Regions from separate parts of the Drosophila melanogaster genome. Here region 2 is linked to region 1. Evidence: chromatin contacts called from public Hi-C data. All regions are on one chromosome and are shown on one strand. Each heading gives the region's core, a stretch centred on a gene start, on an enhancer-like site or on the middle of the called end of the contact. The rest is flanking DNA. Distances are from core to core; before and after follow the strand shown. Region 1 has its middle 19 kb from the start of CG3795. Region 2 holds the start of CG14810.

Region 1 (4,232 bases), core at 533-3,032:
GCTGGGAAGGCAGGGGGGATGGCGTTACTGCGGCTGTTCCTGGCACAGCCCAAAAGGATCAGGGAGGCGGAGGAGCAGCAGCAGGAGCTGCAGGGGTAGCAGGGGTAGCAGGGGCAGCAGCACCACCACTGGCGAAAGGACAAACTTTTGTCGCTTGGTAATGATGGCATTTTGGCATTGCCGTTGTTATTGTTGTTTTAAAGTTTCGTGCACACAAGTTTAAACAAAGCAGCCGCCAGTCCCATAAACAGTCGACAGGCGTTGTGTTCATGGGTCAAGTCAAGCAACAGTCATCCAAGCGGAGGTCGTGGCAGGGAAGGAAGGGCATCCTCGCCAGCAGCAGCAGCTGCAATCGCATCAAGTATACGCCCCATTGCGGCTAAAAGTAAAGAATCGCATCGAGCAATAGAATGTTATAGTGCCCAATGAGGCCTGCGCCATGACTGGCCACGGATTGTGTCTCTGCGTCCCGTCTTGGCACTGGAGCCCTGTTATCACTTAATTGAAAACATAAAACCGGTGGTCATTAGTGCAGGACGCCCTGCTAATCGGCTTTCGCCCCAGCACAATACATGCTACACAGTACATAACTTTTGCTTGTCCCCATGCGAATGGCGAATAATTTGCCACACAAACGTTCAAATTAACCGACGCCTCGGTCAGAAGTTCCTTGTAGTTTCCGATCTTATCGACGCCACCACGCGGCACACGAGCTGCACGCTCCACTGAACTCCGGCTCCGTGATTTCGGGGACTTTGGTGTGTCAACTAGCGCGCTGGACCAGCGATAAGGGTCATAAGCAATGCTTATGGGGTTAGCTAGATAACACATAATTGTGTCCAATGTTACGGCAAACTTTGCAGTTGCAAAACAGCATGACCAGCGGGTCAGCGGATGGGCTTTGAGCTCCTGCTCCAGCTCCAGCTCCAGCTGCAACTGCTAGCTTCTGCACCATCATTGCCCCCCTTCAATGGACGGATCATCTGCTGACAACTTGACTCATTTATGAGATGAGATTGGTTGAGATGAGATGGGAGGCAATGGAGTGGAATGATGGGAGCGTAATGACGTGACTGCCGGATCGCCGTCAAGTCTTAAAACGCGTTTAATTTGTTTCCCAAGAATTCGCACAAAGCGCGCCAACTTGTTTTGCCTCCGCTCTTCTGGACCCCCAGACTGTCACAACTTGACGGAGGACGGCACTCCGGAAAACCCTTCCTCGCCAACAATACTCCTTGGAAGGAGTACTCAACCCCATCCCCATGCCCATTTTTATGAACTCTTTGGCGTGGCCTGGGCGCGTTATCTCCGATTGCGAGTCAAGTTCGCTGGCACGCTTAATTACCGACGGCGAGGACCCAGTCTCCTGGCCATCCATCCCCTGGATAACCGACAGTCGAAAAATATGCTGTGACGTCATTTGGCTTCAATTAAAATAGCTGAGGATTGCATGAGGATTTTTAATTAAAATTTACTTTGTAAATTATACGTTCAGAGGGATCTAACCAGTGCGTGCTCCCACATCCCATTCACTCTTTACGTCTGACTGTTTATCGTTAGCCGTGTTTCCCCCAACGCCCCCCGTAAGACGTTTGCCATTTTAGGCAGAACCAAGGAGAAATATCGAATACTGGAGTGCCGCCTTACACTGTCCATATGTACTGCATATGAGTATTAGAGCTGGCAAGTGAAACTCCTCGATTTATACATATATGCTATTTATGGACGTGCTTTGGAGTCCCGAATGGAGTAGTCAGACACTAGGAGCACTCACAACCCATCGGGAGGAGCTCGGCACTGGACTCGGTGCCATAACAATTAATGGACTCTGAGGCACGAACACGGAAATAGAGAAACACAGAAGCACAGTGCCACATACATACATACATACATAGATATGTACATATGTACATGCAGATGTTTCAAAGTTGTCCTATGCCGGGCATAAATTGCTTCTGCCATGGCATACCATTATGGTCGGTGCTGTCGTCGATGCATTTGCTGCTTTGCTTTTGTTTTGGCTGTCGACGCTTATTTGTCCATTGAATTTACAGGCGAAAATATCTGTTTATTTGCGCATGTTGAATATAAATAAATAATTGCCAGTCGCCGATACAATTTATGCATATTTCGGTATAATAATTTTATTGCAAATTAAATCGTCGGCCAATTGCAGCAATTAATGGCTAACTAGTCGGCGTTGCTAACTTTTGGCGGAGGATGGAGAGGATAGAGGACATAGAGACCAAGCACGCACAGCTCACTCTTCGGATCGAAGTCCTGGAATTCCTGGAAATCCAGGAGATCCTGGGGCCATCTACTTGACTTTCCTAACCCAAGACCAACAGCTCGTTGTATCAATTGACAGCAAATAAAATTGTCAGTTGGCTGGCAAACATGGCAAACAGGCGGGCGAATAAACATGGGCCATGCGAGCAGAGCATTTAAGTGTCCAATTTTTAGGAACCACAAACATGACAGCACGGGAAAGACAAACAGCACGAAAACAGCAACAGAAACAGAAGCACCAATGCCAATCGAACCAATGCCCCAACGTCCTGGCAATCTAAGCCGCACAGCTCGCAAACACGCAAACACAACTGAAAGAACGAGCTTGACAGCACGCCGAAGGAATATAATAATGATGATGGGTGGAGGGCAGGAGTGGGGGTTCCAATCCGCCCATCGACCCATTCACCCATTCACCCAACCCAATCGAAACGGCAAAAGGTCGCCGCCCATCGACAGACAGCCACTTACGTGGGTTAGATCACGCCGTGGAAGAGCTGGGGGTATGGAACCCGGCACCCGGCACCCGGCACCCGACACCCGACACCCGGCATCCGGAATCCGGAATCGGGACCACTGTGTGCGTATAGTGAAACGTATGAGCACATTATCTACGTGTTTACATCCCAATTTGATTCCCCGATGATTGCCCTTTGCCCTCCGCCTCTTTGTTTTGCCCTGAAAGATTTGTTGGCAATTTCTTTAGCGTCCACAGCTCAATACGCCGGAGTTGGCGGCAAAGTCGGGTACGGAGATGGCGACGGAGAAGGAGAAGGAGACGGAGACGGATGCGAGGACCGGAGTTGGAGTGGTGTTGGGTCTGGCTGCTTTTCGATTTCCGTTAAACATCTCAATGCTTCCTGCCCGCTGCTTAGTCACTTGCAGTCTTGGTAGTCTCAGGAACAGGCATCTGGTTGCTCCGCTCCACTTTTTCCACATTGTACATCAGTTACTCAGTGCTCACTGCCCCGTCCATCTTGCGACTTCCGTTCGGAGGTAGCCCTAATAACTGCTGATTGTGTGATTTCCCCTCCCAACCATGACGTCCACTCCCACATTGCCACCCGACGTGTTGCGTGCCCGCCCAGCAACTCCTCCTTCCACCTCACTGGCCATAGATATTATGGCCACAAACCAATAGCTCCAGCTCCAGCACCAGCACCAGCACCACCTCCCCTTTTGCTGGCTGTCAGCGTTTCTGTTGGCATTGACCCTCCGGAGACCTTTTCGTACACTCATAAATGTCTTTCAATCATAATGTTTCAATAAGTCAAAATCGATTACGAACTTCATATGAAATTTATTGCACTTTCGCAAATATGACATTGACGGGTTGTGTGTGGTGTGGTGTGGTGTGGTGTACTGTGCCGTGTGTTGTGTTGTGTGTGTCAGCGTGTGTACATGTTTACGACTGCTGTGTGTGCTGAGTGTGCTGTGTGTTTTTGGCCACATAAGAACAGCCGGATGATGATGGGTGGCCGTGAGCGGTGAGCGGTGGGCGGTAGGCGGTAGGCGGTGGACGGTGGGCTGTATGGCATTGGCATTGGCATGGCCATTGCCACAGACTTCGCAGGACTTCAATCGGACGCGCGTGTGTACCGCACTCGTGGTTTGTTTATCGCAAGGTGGGCCGCAGTGGAAGTGGCCGCATGCACACGGCACACAAAATTGAATTTGCCGAAGGGGCAAAGTGCTTAAATATTTAGTTAAATGATTGACAACGATTGCTCGACTGTATTGCCGTGGTCTGCCCACGTGGTGCAGCCATCAGACCGCCCATGGCCCACCCCCAAGCATATACATATGTACATATATATATGCACATATGTGCCCACTCCATTGACATTGACTGGTCGACTATTTGAATATTGACAAATTATTGACTGCTGAGCAGTGGGGCGAGTGAAAGGATTATCGCGAGATCCCCTTGGTTGACGGCAGTC
Region 2 (4,232 bases), core at 601-3,100, 91 kb before region 1:
TTGTATTCCCTTGAACAAGAACAAGAGATTCGAATCGACGATGATGAGTTCTTCCGAGCAAAGTTTTGCCAAGTCCAATGGGACTAAAAAGAAGACTGTGACCTATTCACGTTTCATCCGCACCGAACGTGTCGCAGACGGACCGACCAATGCGGTGCAAAAGAAGACTGTGTTCTTTTCGCGATTCGACCGCACCGCTCGCGCCGAAGAGGACCTAACCCGTCAATTGGCCAGCGTGTCCTTAAAACCAAAACAGCCTGTGGCTTCCACCTCGAATGAGCAGTTTTTTGCCAGCAACCTGCATTACTATCCCCATCTGCCCCAGCCAACTGCGGTGGGCCACTACCAGACCTATGCCGAAATCAAGAGCCTCTGGTTGAAGGGTCATTTCTCCCAAGCTTGTAACCCCACCTCGCGGTCGATGCAACCGCCTCGTCGTATTTCTATCACCAACGAGTTCCCGGATGATCAACCGAAGCCAGCTCCCAAACGCCGCTACTCGCTTGTCCGCCGCAACTCGATTAACCTCCCAATTGGGTCCAATTTTGCTATGCCCGTGCTGATGGAGGAGGAGAAGGAGGAGGATGAAGTGAAGGATCTAAATGAGAACAGCGGCTCCACCAAGCCAGCTACATCGACCTCGAAAGGCGCAATCCCGAAGCAGCCCAAGAAGTTCGCCTTAACCTTCTAGAAATGCTGTGACTAATAAATCTACCTAACTGGGCGCAACGACTATTATAACTTGGTCGGGATCGGGCTTAGGGATTCATTGACGCAGTGGGGCAACTTATGTCGCAATTGTCATGTCATTTTTAATAAGGGTTTCACTGCTCGCTTGCTTCGATTGCAGAAATTTCAAATCAACGCAATTTTAGCGCTTCATAGTGTGGCACGAAAGTATGGTGTAGCTTTTACAGGGTTCTGTACCACGCTTCACGGTTTGCTCCATTCTTGATGGGCATTTAAAGCTTACGTTGTTTAAACTAGTTTTCTGTGCTTAGCTTAGTTAAGACTATACCATGAATAAAACAATTGAGGCATTAAAGCCCGCAGAGGTTGCCTTCACTGGTTGAACACGCGCTGAGGATTTCACCAAAGCTTTCAGAATTGATATTACCCCCACATTGGTCTATAGCTATTCAATTAGTTAAGACTTTTGTATGAATGAAGGCAAGGTTTGCCTTGTTGTTACATTTTGAATTTCTATTTTTAAGAAAGCCAATTCAAAACAAGAAAGCCCGTTACTTAGCTAGTGTGAATGCGATTGCGAAATTTAATCATTTTTCTGGGATAGATATTGGGTAATAAAATCAGGAAAAATTTGAAAATTGTTCCAAAGTGTGGGCGTGACCGATTTGGCAGCTTTAGGGCGTTATAGTGGGCGTAGCAAAAAGTTTTTTGGCAAATCAATAGAAATTTTTAAGAAAATGAAAATTTTCGATAATTGGTTCAAAATTAGAGTGGACGTGGCAAGTAAAGTCAACAAACTTGTGCTGCGTCCTTGTCTCTAGAATTTGTATGCTGAATCTCAACCTTTTAGCTTGAGATCTCAACTGTTCGCGATTCGCTGGCAAAGGCGTTCGTTCAATTGGTTAGAGAAGAGTCCCTGATGAATTACAATACAAAGTGACAAAGCCTTGAAAACACGAAACAATATAAACGATATGAAATGATCTTAAAATCTTGAACTTCTGACTAGGAAACAATAAGAAGCACATCTCTAATAATCTATCAAGTAGGGTTGCCACCCTATCGATAACAGTGGAGCCATTAGTAAAGGGCAAATTTAAATTCTAAGAACTCTGCTCCAGAAACTTCAACGTGATAGTCAACTTGTTTTTCTGAGCCAAAAGGATAGGTCATTACGATTGAGGACGACGACCAGTGAGTTCTATACTATATAGCTCTATATTCGACTAATTGTTTTTGTTCGTTACTTAAATAATCAAGACTGCGCTAAGTCATAATTAAGCCAAAGATGGAAAAGAATCTACCGGCATCCATTTCGGTATGTTCAAGAGTGTAATATTGGTATTTCGCGTTTTGCCTATAATTGTATTCCCTTGAAGAAGAACAAGAGATTCGAATCGACGATGATGAGTTCTCCCGTGCCAAGTTTTGCCAAGTCCAATGGGATGAAAAAGAAGACTACGACCTTTTCACGATTCATCCGCACCGATCGTGCCGCAGGGGGCTTGACCAATGGGGTGAAAAAGAAGACTGTATCCGTTTCGCGATTCAGCCGCGTCCATCGTGTCGCAGAGGACCTGACCCGTGAATTGGCCGGCATGTCGTTGAAAAAACAGGCTGTGCAACCGCGTCGTCGTTATTCTTTCACCAATGAGTTCCCGGATGATCCACCAAAGCCAGCTCCCAACCGTCGCTGCTCGCTTGTCCGCCGCAACTCAATTAACCTCCCAATTGAGTCCAATTTTGATATGTCCGTGCTGATGGATGATGATGATGAGGAGGAGGAGGATGATGAGATGATGATGGCGAAGGAGGAGGATGATGAGATGATGATGGCGAAGGAGGAGGAGGATGAAGTACAGGATCTAAATATGACCAGTGGCTCCATCAACCCAGCTACATCGACCTCGAAAGGCGCCATCCCGAAGCCGCCCAAAAATTTCGGCTTTACCTTCTAGAAATGCAAGGACTAATAAATCAAGCTAGCTGAGCGCTACGACTATTATAACTATTCATTGACTCATTGGGGCGACTTATGCAATTGGGTATATGGTTATCTACAACTCGGATCGGCTCGTATGACTCATGATCACGTAGAGGTGCTTCTGTTCAGGTTGAACCAATATCGGAAAATGCGGTCTTATAGCACGAACCTCGAACATGACGCAATTATCCACATGGATGGCTGTTTGCAATTAATTTATCTATTGGCTTTATATTCTGTGAAATTGTCATGTAATTTTTAATAAGGGTTTCACTGCTCGCTTGTTTCGATTACAAAAATTTCCAATCAACGCAATTTTAGGGCCTCATAGTCTGGCACAAAAGTATGGTGTAGCTTTTAGCAAGGTTCCGCACCAGGGTTGAGTATTTGCTTCTTTCTTAATGGGCATTTAAAGCTCACGTTGTTTAAACTAGTTTGTTGTGCTTAGCTTAGTTAGGTCTATACCATGAATAGAATAAAAAAAAACAAGAAAAACAAAAGACGCGTATACTAGATTCGTTGATAAGTATGTAACAGGCAGAAGGAAGTATTTCCGACTATATAAAGTATATATATTCTTGATCAGGATCAATAGCCGAGTCGATCTAGCCATGTCTGTCTGTCCCTATAAACGTAGAGATCTTAAAAACTATAAAAGCTAGAAGGTTAAGATTCAGCATACAAATTCTAGAGGCTAGTTTGTTGACCTATGTTGCCACGCCCTCTCTAATGCCTACAAACTGCACAAAACTGCCACGCCCACTCTAACGCCCTAAAGCCGCCAAACCGGTCACGCCCACACCTTCGAAAACTTTTTAATTTGTTTCTCATTTTATTCCCCAGAATCTATTGATTGAAATTGATTGAATGAAATTTCGCGTTTTAACTACAATTTTTAAAACTAGAGGTGTAACTATTATATTATTATAACTATTATGTTATATAATATATTATATAATATATATATATAATATTATATTATATTATTATAACTATTATATGGTAATTTTACCGATCACACGTTGTCATTATCTTATTATCTTATTACCGCCCACTGTTGAAACAGCATTCGGTTTTGGTCAGGACACGGATTAGCCAGGTTCTCAATATAGTCTGCAAACAAATGGCTTATTAAAATCGGAGGACTAGTCCTAATGCCTAGCCAAAGATAGTAACTAATAGTAATAGTACGAGTAGTACAAAATAAAGTCGAATATTATGCAGACATATCCAGCGAGTTGATCGCTCCTATCGTTTTTACGCCTTGAGAGCATTCTTTTTGTGCTCCATAATTGAGTTTAAGAAAGCCTCGCCCATTGGATCCACGTTCCCATGTCCTGGACAGTTGCTTGGACCGGGATTGCATTGTCTGCGGTGATTGACGGGCGTTTGATGGCAGCCGGACTTGTTTGGCGAGTGACATTTGTTTAACGGAATTAACGGGTGTGTGCGAAGAGCTTATCTGCATGCTGAATTGGAATGAAAGGGCTCTGAATCACAGCCACCACCACCGTCGGATGGACGGATGGTGGCCATGTGCGTGTGGACCTACACATCC

What was found. A called contact is a pair of places that touch in the nucleus more often than the background predicts.
Region 2: a contact with region 1 is called in a Hi-C map of the Kc167 cell line, with 2.2 times the contacts expected there. The contact joins the promoter of CG14810 here to the enhancer-like site in region 1. A contact is called at or near these places in 16 of 107 Hi-C or Micro-C datasets (the Kc167 cell line, the OSC cell line, the S2 cell line and 4 more).

The regions. Positions count from the first base shown.
Region 1 is chrX:1,726,586-1,730,817 of dm6, reverse strand. No RefSeq gene overlaps it. Among named protein-coding and RNA genes, the nearest start is that of CG3795, 19 kb to the right of the region's middle. Within about 2 kb of position 1,782, at least 4 of the 39 cell types and tissues checked have an H3K27ac peak or open chromatin away from gene starts, as enhancers often do. A contact at or near this core is called in the Kc167 cell line, where this site is marked.
Region 2 is chrX:1,817,959-1,822,190 of dm6, reverse strand. It overlaps CG14810, which reads left to right and starts at 1,850. Exons shown (of 3, transcript NM_130585.2): 1 at 1,850-1,884; 2 at 1,951-2,008; 3 at 2,070-2,696. The coding sequence starts at 1,979. The coding sequence ends at 2,648. The region is part of intron 2 of prage (prage,); the gene reads right to left. It overlaps CG14811, which reads left to right. Exons shown (of 2, transcript NM_130586.2): 2 at 20-722. The coding sequence ends at 691.